3 separate regions of the Mus musculus genome follow, and regions 1 and 3 are each linked to region 2. Evidence: chromatin contacts called from public promoter capture Hi-C data. All regions are on one chromosome and are shown on one strand. Each heading gives the region's core, a stretch centred on a gene start, on an enhancer-like site or on the middle of the called end of the contact. The rest is flanking DNA. Distances are from core to core; before and after follow the strand shown.

What was found. Capture Hi-C pulls out chosen DNA fragments and counts their contacts.
Region 1: a promoter capture Hi-C map of adipose tissue shows a contact between it and region 2. The contact joins the promoter of Plekhb1 here to the promoter of Ucp3 in region 2. A contact is called at or near these places in 23 of 39 promoter capture datasets (the 3T3-L1 cell line, 3T3-L1-derived adipocytes, the C10 cell line and 17 more), 1 of 484 Hi-C or Micro-C datasets (nephron progenitors), 2 of 115 datasets of contacts at active chromatin or transcription factors (double positive thymocytes and pancreatic cancer cells) and 4 of 9 other capture datasets (adipose tissue, liver, macrophages and 1 more).
Region 3: a contact with region 2 is called in a promoter capture Hi-C map of liver. The contact joins the promoter of Rab6a here to the promoter of Ucp3 in region 2. A contact is called at or near these places in 8 of 39 promoter capture datasets (the 3T3-L1 cell line, embryonic stem cells, fetal liver and 3 more), 2 of 484 Hi-C or Micro-C datasets (liver and nephron progenitors), 3 of 115 datasets of contacts at active chromatin or transcription factors (embryonic stem cells, memory CD8 T cells and microglia) and 3 of 9 other capture datasets (adipose tissue, liver and pancreatic islet).

Annotation. Positions count from the first base shown.
Region 1 is chr7:100,660,841-100,664,275 of GRCm38.p6, forward strand. It overlaps Plekhb1 (pleckstrin homology domain containing, family B (evectins) member 1), which reads right to left and starts at 1,554. Exons shown (of 9, transcript NM_013746.3): 1 at 1,318-1,554; 2 at 1,079-1,152. The coding sequence starts at 1,096.
Region 2 is chr7:100,470,938-100,474,610 of GRCm38.p6, forward strand. Ucp3 (uncoupling protein 3 (mitochondrial, proton carrier)) reads left to right here and starts at 2,054. Exons shown (of 7, transcript NM_009464.3): 1 at 2,054-2,157.
Region 3 is chr7:100,605,974-100,609,191 of GRCm38.p6, forward strand. Rab6a (RAB6A, member RAS oncogene family) reads left to right here and starts at 1,613. Exons shown (of 8, transcript NM_024287.4): 1 at 1,613-2,320. The coding sequence starts at 2,251. It also overlaps a transcript of Mrpl48 not described here.

The sequences.
Region 1 (3,435 bases), core at 304-2,803, 190 kb after region 2:
CTTCCAAATTGTATATGAAGCTCTATTCCTTCTCAGTGAACAACTAGAAAGGAAACACTTACATGAACCCCAACAGACTGAACATCCTTGTCCCAGCCCTGTAGCCGTATCCCCCCCCCCACCCCAAGGCTAGTCCTATGTAAAGAACCCAAGTCCTTTACAGACTGAAGAAAATAATACTCTCTGGAAACAAAAATAAGTGGAAATTATGCCTGAGTAGGAAAAAAAAAAAAAAACAGAGTGGGGTGGACCATATTTGGGAGGCTGACACAGCAGGACTGGGAAATCACAGACTAGCCTTGGCTACATAGTAAAGCCAGACTGGGCTATATATTAGATTCCTCACTACCACTTCACAAACAACTCTTCAAACAAACTACACATCACAACACACACACACACACACACACACACACACACACACACACACACAGAGTGCAGAGAGAAGCCAGGCTCCATCCCGGTTTCGGATGTTAGCGTTCTCTAGCTCTGTAAAGCACCACAGTGCTATAACGCAGCATGGAGCCCTCCCAATACAACTCTAGCTACCAGTCTACTGGAGGAGACTGGAGGTGAAAGTAGCCAATGCAAAGAGTGTGGCTTACCCAGGAGGAAGTCGCTCTTTGCCCAAGGGGTTCAGAAAGGCTTCCCCAAGGAAGCTGAGGGGTCGTGAAGGGGAAGTAACATTTCCCCAGTGTGGATCAAAGAACCTCACATAAGCACTGCTGGAAAGTCCAGGTCTTTAGTAGGCTTAGAAGATGAATGAGGGGTTGGGGAGAAGATGTGGGTTGGCAAGGGATAGCGCTGCAGAGGGTACCAGGCTAGAACAAGGACTGGGAGGCAGTGGACCGTGTGTATAGTGACTGCCTGGGGGAAATACGGTCAAAACAGGGGGTTAGGTCATATGATTAGCGGGTTACATGGTCCTGTCCCCTGGATCCGACCCTCCACAGTCGCTACTTTGACTAGCTCAGTCCATTCCCCACCTCTGCAGGAGCAGAGAATCCCAGAGACCAGGGCATTACCTATTTGGGAAGCCCCCCCCTTACTTCTTCCTACCCCAGAAACTCGTCCTTACCGGGGTTGCCGGGCTCATGGTTCCTGATGGTCAGAGCTGCATCCCCAAGAAGGTTCCAGAAGTGGGGCTTGACTCTGCCTTAGAGATAAAGGGATCAGGAAAGAGCTACCAAGCAGGCGCTGAAGGGAGAGGTAGGGAGGGACCGCACCAGTCCTAAAGAAAGTCACCCTCTTTTCCAGCCCCCTCCCGGGCTTTCCTGGCTGAGATCTCCTCTGTCCTTCTGTTTTTGGCCAAGTCACCTGGTGATTCCGAGGTGGTGTTGATCCAGGTCTCCAAGATAGGGTAGGGAGGAGGGTGGAATAAAGGAGACTGGAGATGGGGCAAGGCAGGTTCTCTGGCCCAGTTTAGGGCAGGGCTAAGTTTTCATTCTGAGGCCTAGCAGGCTGTGTCCATCTCCATCTCCCCAGTCGTGGCTGTGCGGCCTGGCTCCTTAAGTCTCCCTTCTTGGCTCCCCGGTCTCTTTAATCTTGACCCAGAGCCACCCCAGTGCTTCAGCCCTTTCGTGCTGTGCGTGCTCTGGGGGATTTAGCACAACAGATCCTATTAGCCAGTAGCTCATCCCCTCTTAGCAGCCCCAGCAACCGCATCTTTCAAACTACGCTGTTTTTCATCTCTGTGCCTTTAACTCATTCTCTGGTCTCTGGAAAGTCTCAACCCTACCCAATTTTGACTAATTTTTCTCCTTTCTATAACCGGGATGGGAGGAAGGAGAGAAAGAGACAGATGCCGGGCAGTGGTGGCGCACGCCTTTAACCCCAGCACTTGGGAGGCAGAGGCAGGCGGATTTGAGTTTGAGGCCAGCCTGGTCTACAGAGTGAGTTCCAGGACAGCCAGGGCTACACAGAGAAACCCTGTCTCAAAAAACAAAACAAGAGCCGGGCGTGGTGGCACATGCCTTTAATCCCAGCACTCGGGAGGCAGAGGCAGGCGGATTTCTGAGTTCGAGGCCAGCCTGGTCTACAAAGTGAGTTCCAGGACAGCCAGGGCTATAAAGAGAAACCCTGTCTCGAAAAACAAAAAACAAACAAACAAACAAACAAAACAAAAACAAAAAAAGAAATAGACAGATGGAAGAAAAAGAGAAGGAAGTTGAAGGGAGGAGGGAAGAGTGGAAAGGAACGGGAAGGAAGGAAGGGAGACAGGGAGCTATCTCTCCCGAGAATATTGGCAGGTTAAGCCGCTAAAATACTTCTATAGTCGCTATTATGTTGATAATGATCAGTTAAATTCTCATCTAGATACTCCTGAAGTTCATTTTCCTGCACATACGCAGAGGTTTGGGGGCAGGGTGATCTGACTCCCTCATTAGCAGCTCTGAAGATTCTCCTTTGCTGCTCTGGTTACCTTGAGGAAAAAAAAAAAAAGGCTTTTAAGTCAAACAGCCACGGGGATGCGCAGGATAACAGCTGATGACGCCAACTCCGGAAAGCAGCTTCAGCCTGGGCTGTTTCCAGCGGTTTGGATTACTAGGCTTGGTGAACTCTAGGTGAACCGGCTGCGACCAGCTGTCTCCATCTACTAGAGAGGGACACGCGTCCTCTAGTGGCCTAGAGAGGGACTGCTGTAACTGTTCTCCAGAAGCAAAGCATCGATTGTTCCAAAAGCAAACCTCCCTCCGTGCCTGTGACTGGCATTAAAGCGGTCAGGAGGAGATGGGTCCAACACGAGGCCGCTGACTGTATAAGTGGGTTGCTCAGCCTCATTTAGTCACCAAAGACACCTTCCTTCTCTGGTGTTGCTCATTAGGCCTAATAGAAAGCTTCTCCGGGCAATTTCTTACCTACTGTGGTACATGTCAGCTGGTAACTGATAGAAGAAGCGGCAGGGACAGAAGAGTGGCACTGACAGACTGGCCATGAAGGTGGCAAGGTGACAAGGTGCTTAACAGTTAAAGAAAAGCTGTCAGGACAGAAAGAAGGGTGACAGAGGCAGAGAGATGGCAAGAGAGCTAGGAGAACTGAGACTAGCCCCGGTCGCGGAAGGAGCCAATAAGTCTTTAGGGCCGGTCAGCTGTAACGCTGACCGCCACCAAGGGCTGAGGATTCCTTGTGAGTAGGTCTGCCTGAAAGCTGAAATGCCAGTCGCAGCCATAGACTGAGGAATCCTGACTTCCTAAGTCTTCACTAATGCTGTCACACTTACAGGGCTAAGTGTCCCAATTCCAGAGGCATCCAAGACTGTGACACTAGAGGGTCCCGCCTACTGCCTCACCCACCTGTCTACACTCAGAGCTGCCAGAGACCAGCATTTGAGAGTATCTCCTTGTCAACCACGATTTCTATATGGGCGAAGCAGAGAGGATCCAGGAGGCTGATTGCAGAAGGACTGAAGGAAGCCAGGGAGAGAAGGGAGGAGAG
Region 2 (3,673 bases), core at 804-3,303:
CGTAGACTCTGGCTTCGTATGGTCGCTGTGAAGATCAAATGGGACATTTCTGAAAATGCTTCGCTGGCATTTGGCACATAATGGAAGCTTGAGAAATGTCAGCCCTTCCCACTCTTCCTAAGCACCGGGGTGAATTAGAGGCAAGCTCACTGGCTACCCAGAACGCAGAGCACTCCAGCCTCCCATAAGGGCCATGAACCTTCAGCCAAACCTGCCCCTCAGATCTCTGCTCCTTGAGTGTCACCTTGCAAACCTGCCCAGTCCCTAGCCAGGGGCTCCCCTTGCCCCAGGCCTTGCCCTCGGCCAGAACAGAGCTTCCAGTACCTGGAGTTCCACGTCCCTCGGGGTAAGAAACCTCTAGGTTCCAAGCCTAAGGGGTAAAGCCTAGGGTGAAGAAGATCACTGCCAAATCCTGATCCTGTAAATAACCTGAAGGAGTCAAGTGAGAACAGGGCCACAGGAGGGCACGGGCTGCAGACAAGGTGAAGGTCTGAGACACAGACGACATGCCCAATTTGTTATTTACCAGTCTCTCCCAGTGATAGCTCTGAGGCAACTTGACTTGCCAAGTTGTACAACACATTTGTCACCACAACCAGAATGAACCCTGACTTCCTTATGCATGCCCTCCACAGATGCCTGGAAAGTATTTCTGGTGACCCAGAGACTGTAGCAGCCAACCTTAAAACTCCCAGCAGAGGTTTGACTCTAGCTAGGCCTGAGCTCTCCTCCCTCTGGGTTTCTCCAGAACCTGCTGCCTCTAGTTTGACTTCTACTTGTAGCCCCAGCCCCCACATGGTTCCCACAGTCCTGCCCATGTCCAGATTAATAGTTCCAGACTGAGCTCAAAGCAGTGAGCAGGTCCTGGTCCAAGAAACAGGATAGACAGTCTAGATGTCACAGCACCCACCCTGCCATGGCGCTGCGCTCAAGTTCCAAAATGTCCTCTACCTTCTCTGTCCTACTTATCTCCTCTCCCCTCTCCTTTTAGTTTCCCTTCTATGCCACCTGGCTCCCAACTTCAGCTGTGCCCACCCAGTCTTTAACCTCAGCGCCTGCAGATGGACCAGCCTACGGTGGTTGCTGCAAGGGATTCTGCTCACCCTGCCCCATCTCCGGTCCCAGCATGTCCATGTCATGAGGAATCAGGATTGCAGCTGATAGACCCAAAGTGTGGTATAGGTTACAGGCAAGTCAGGCCTGCAGTGACCTAGCTGTCTGTCCTTGACAGTCAGTTTTCTGTGTAAAGTAAGCATTGACACATGAGGGCTCTACACAGTACGTCAGTGTCTACCGGTACAGTGCAGTGTGTTAACACCACTGTGAAAGAAACCAGCCACAAGAGGCTATACATTCTATATAATCCTACTCAAACAAAGCATCTAGAACAAGCAAATTAAGAAGCAGAATAAAGACGAGTGGTTGCCTGAAGCTGGGGGAAGGGAAAGGGGGTGACTTGTTCTGTTTTTGTCTTTGAGCCATGATGAAAGTGTTCTGAACTAGCATGTAGTAGTTGATCAACCAGACTGTACTAAACACTATTGTGTGCTCTATGTGGGCAAATCACATGCTGTGTACAATACATCTGTTGTCCTTTGTTTTTAAATTTAGGATCCTGCTTCCTAGAGATGTGGGAAATAGAAGCGCTGTGCCTGAAATATCAAGCATATCTTGGCACCAAGATGTCCTCTACCTTCTCTGCCCCGTCTTCTCCTCTCCCCTCTTGAGAATGTCAGGCCTCTAAGAAGTGACACCTGTAACCATTGTATAGGATCCTGGAGAGCCCCTGTCCTAAGAGACCTTGTCCTTTGGGCTCTCAAAGGTGACAAATGCTGTCACACACCTCCTGGCCACCAAGGTAGCTCTCCTCTTGAAAGCTCAAAGGAGCCACATTAAAGAGCCCCAGGTCACGGAAGCTAAACCAGATCTGGAACTCACTGGTCCCCTCCCCGCAGCCTGCCTCTTGTCAAGTGATCAGACTGTCAACTAGCTTCTCAGAATTAGGTTTCAGGTCAGCTGGTGCACAGGGCCAGTGCCGAGCCAGGGACAGCAGAGACAACAGTGAATGGTGAGGCCCGGCCGTCAGATCCTGCTGCTACCTAATGGAGTGGAGCCTTAGGGTGGCCCTGCACTACCCAACCTTGGCTAGACGCACAGGTAAGACCCCATACTCTGCTCTCCTCTCCCTTTTTCCCTTCCATGGATGCTCACAGCCAGGAGCTTGCTGGGATCACTCAGCACTGCGTGAGAGACCGAGAGTGAGCCGGTCTAGCTCCCACCTAGTAAAGATGAAGGAACTGCAGGCCTGGGGAGGGCCTTGACTTCCACATCTATGTGACTCCTCACAACTCCCGTGTTTTGCTGACTCCTCTGCTGGGATCTTACAAATGCCAGATGAAAAGTGTCCCTCTCCTTTGGCCCAGGATCCCCACGGAGCACAAAGCCCTCTCCAGCAAGGATCCTGGGGCCCTTCCTGGGTAGAGATGATGAGGGCACCTCTGGCCTGAAGCCTGGTCTAGAGCCCGTGGTCACTCTGTCTAGTGGCATCCTTGATGCGGATGTATTGTTGGAGAGAGTTGGGTTGGCCCTATAGGCTAGAGTACCTCATGTTGTGGGTACCCCAGTAGAGCTACAGGGTGAGGATTGTTCTCAACTTCCACTTCCAGCTGGGGGCATCAGACCGATAATAACCGAGGTGCGCCAAGGAGGAGGTTGGGAAGCTCAGACCTCAGGGCGTTCCCTACTGCGCCAGGCATTGTAGCCTCACCCACATACTCAAGTCTGTCTGCTCATCCTTTCTCTTTCTGATGGATGGTTTGGGGGCACTCCTTCAAAACTTGGGTACACACAATTGCAAGCTCTTAACCAAGTTCGTGCTTCAGTGTCTCTTGAGAGCACCTTTCCAGCAGTATCCTCAGTGGTGTTAGAGCCCCAAGGCTCCCTTCTCATCTATTCTTGCTGCCTGCACCAGCATGCTCTGACGGCCCAGGCCCCCACCCACCCTGGACTAAGTGTAACCTTGGCATTCGCAGCCTTCTACCAAAGGGCCCTGAGATCATCTTTGACCTCATTTCCTGTCTCCTCATTTTGGCACGATGGTCTGACTTAAGACCTTCCCTATAACAGTTTTCACAGAGGAGGGTAAGTTGATCTTGTCCCTGCCTGGAGGCTCCGACAGAGCCAGAAGAGTCACTGATAATGGGGCAGCGCTACAAGACAGTAGGGTCAGAAGTAGCAGAGGACAAAGTGGGTACAAGAGGGAAGCCCGGATTGACAGGGAAGCAAAAACTCCAGGGACACGCCTGGCCTCCGTGGGGAGAAAATTCCATTCCGTGCCTTCTGCAGGACCTGACTCAGCACCAACATCACCTGAGGTTCCCTCCAGCAGAAAGGACTCAGAAGTCAGTCCCTGACAGCAGCCATACCCAGGTCCTTTGCCTGTCTAACCTCAGTGTTTCTCTCCAAAGCAGAGCAGAACACAGGATGGTTCTGCTAGTGCCTGAGTGGTCCCCAGACAGGCTTTGAAGAAGGGAATTCTAGAGAACTTACCCACAGCTGGGCGTGGTGGCACACACCTTTAATCCCTCTCAGGAGGCAGAGGCAGGCGGATTTCTGAGTTGGAGGCCAGCCTGGTCTACAAAGTGAGTTCCAGGACAGCCAGGTCTATACAGAG
Region 3 (3,218 bases), core at 363-2,862, 130 kb after region 2:
GAATAGACTTTATTTAGAACTCTTTTCCCTTCAGTGATGCAAGGTTTCATGCAGCCTAACTTTGATATGTAGCTCAGGCTGGCCTTAAATTTAGGATCCTCTAACCTGTATCTCTCAAGTGCTACGATTATGGGCATGCACCACCATGTCTGGCTCTAGAAGTTTCTTAGGTGTCCTAAAGAGTAGATTTTCTCTCTCTCTCTCTCTCTCTCTCTCTCTCTCTCTCTCTCTCTCTCTCTCTCTCTCTCTGCAGGACCTCACTCTGTATCTTAGGCTAAGCTGGAACTAACTCTATAGCCCAGGTTTGCCAAGCCCTGACAGCAATCCTCCGCCTTAGCTTCCTGGGGGTTGGGATTACAGATGTGAAGCACTAGATAGAAAATTACTAGATTTACAAAGGCCATTATAGAAGTTCCCATATACCACTCCAGACTCCTCTATTAACAGCTTACTTTAATAGGACTGATATGTTATAATAAATCAATCAGTACAAAATACTGTTATTAACTAAAATTCATGCTATACTCAAATTATTTTGTTTTTGTCTGATACTCTCTTTTTAGGGATCCCATTCAGATGAAAAGTTACATTTAATTATGTTATGTAACTGTCCACATTATGCTTAGTTCATGTTTTCTTATGGCATTCACCTTTATCTTATTGGATCTCAAATCTGGTTGACAATTGGAAATGCTTCAGATGGCAAATTTAAGGAAGCCCCACTCAAGCACATCCAGAAGTGCTGCTTTAAGGAGAAAGGATGATCTTTTAAATACTCCTTCTGCAGATTTGTGATTTTGTTGAGGCAGCCCTCTGGAATGTTGTGTGACCTTTTCCAAAGCTGCACCGCTAAGTGGGCAGTCATTTCATATCTGTAATATGTGGAGTTTGGCTTATATGATATCTAAACTCATTTCTAGCATGTAGACGATGGTTATCGTCTGATGTTATGGGCACCTAAAACAACGGCCACTCAACAGAAGATCACGCCAACAGACACTAGGGAATTTGATGGCTTAACGTAAGGAGGTAGCAGAGGTTCAAATAAAACCTTGACTCCATGACATGACTACGTGGATTTTGCAAGTCATTTCCTTCTGTTGGACTCCAATTTCCTCACCCACAAAATGGAGAGGACTTGTTTCTGGTAGTTATGAAACTCCACGGAGTAACGGTGGGAAATCTTATATACACGAAGATGCCGAGCAAGGAATTACGTTTTAGAAGGCTAGGGTAAACGGGTGAAGGGCTAAAGTGAGGAAGGAGAAGCGACGTTAAGGGTTTAGCACCTACAATACACCTTTGAGCGACCCAACCCCACCCACGCATTGCTGCGGTCATTCCACCTTGGTTCCGGCTCCGCCTCCGTCCCACCTTCTTTTCCCTCCTCCTTCCTCCAATCGCCTTGCGTCGCGCCACACTTCCTATGGCTGCCAGAACCCCACACCTTCCTCCGCGCGAGAGTCGCGCGCGCGCTCTCGCGTCGCCACCTCAGTTAGCAGCTGCCTGCCCTCCGCTTTTTCTGATTGGCTCGATTTGTCACTGACGTAAGCGCCCCCTTTTTTTTCTCCCCCCCTTGCTTACCCGGAACTCGGTCCCGCCTCCTCCCGGCTTCTCCAGACGCCAGTCGAAACCTGATCGGCCCCTTTCTCCACCGCACGGGAGGAGCCGGGATTGCTGGCGAAACCAGGAAAGCACTGGCGGCGACGCGCACGCACGCACTCACGCACGCACGTCCGAGGCCGGCAGGGCGGCAGGCTCGCGCCCGGACTCGCCCCGCATCCGCGCCAGAGGCTCGCGCACTCAGCGGGTTGTGCTGCGGTGGTGGCGGCGGCGGCTGCTGTGAGAGCCCGAGCACTGCGCGTGCCGAGACCCAGACGCGTCTGCGGCGCTCGCCTCGCCACCCTCCTCTCTCACCTCAGTCTCCGCGCCGCGTTCTGAGGGAAGGAACGGCGCTAGGCTAGCGAAGCCCGAGCGCACCGCTGGCTGCCTCCGACACCGCCCTGCGTCCCTTCGCGGCCGCGGGCCCGGCTCGGTGCTAGGCGACTCTGCGGGGAGGCGGCGGCGGCGGCTGCCGGTCGGTGGAGGCACTCTCCCTTCAGCCTCGCCCCTCTGCCCGGCCCTGCAGGGGCCGAGAGGACTCGGAGGCTGCCCCTTCAGCTCGGCCCTCTTCGTTAGCGGGTTGGAGCTGCAGCGGTCTGGAAGAGGTCTCTGGGCTGAGGCGGCGGCGGCGGCTCCTCCGGCTCCATCATGTCCGCGGGCGGAGACTTCGGGAATCCGCTGAGGAAATTCAAGCTGGTGTTCCTGGGAGAGCAGAGCGGTGAGTGCGCGACTCCCCCGCTCCTGGCAGCCGGCCGCGGCTTCCCCGCACCGCCCCCAGTGCAGCCCTTCTGGCCGCTGAGGCTCCCCGCCGGCCTCGCTCTTCCTAAAACCCCCACCCCAGCCTTTTCCCCGGGTCCCCCGACTCCTCTTGTCCCTGTCCCTGGCTCCTCCTCGCTAGGATCTATCAGGCTTGTAGCTTAGATCTCTGATCCTCGCCCGGACTCCGCCGCCTGCAGCCGGGCCCTCTCGGGCCGCTCTGTCCTCCTCAGTCCTCACCCCGCCCAGCCTCCTGTCCATCCCTTTCTTCCTTTGCTCTGCGTGGTCTCCACCACCCGGGCCGGCTTTATGGGGCCCCACCCTTATTCCTTGCTCTTTTTCCGGTTCCCATTGGAAGTGAGGTCCCACTCCGAGAAGCCCCCAACTCTGGAGAATGGGCCCCCTCTTCAACCTTGGATGAAGGAGGGTGGGATCTGGGCGTTGTTTTCCCCTGAGGCTTGGCTCGGAGTTGTACTAGTCTCTCGGAAGGTGAGAGAAGAGGTGGTCATGGAGAAAAACAATTCTTGCTCAGTTTACACCTAAATGAAGAATTAGTTAGGGTTAGTGAGCTAATATATTTTAACTGAAGGAGACTTGAAAAGAGGTGGCGTTGCCAGTGATGATTTTGGTCCCTTGGGTTGGGACTGGTTGGAAATCCTTATTTTTCTATTAATTTTCGTCATTGACAATTCTTTTGGCTATATTGATGCCTTTTCAGTCTCTGCCAGATGCTATGTCATGATCAGTTTACTTTGAATTTTTCTCATCTCACTTCCCTCTTTTCTCGTTTCAATATGAAATATTTAAGTATCTTCATGATGATACAAGCAAGGATTAACGGGTGAAATGTTAATTATTAA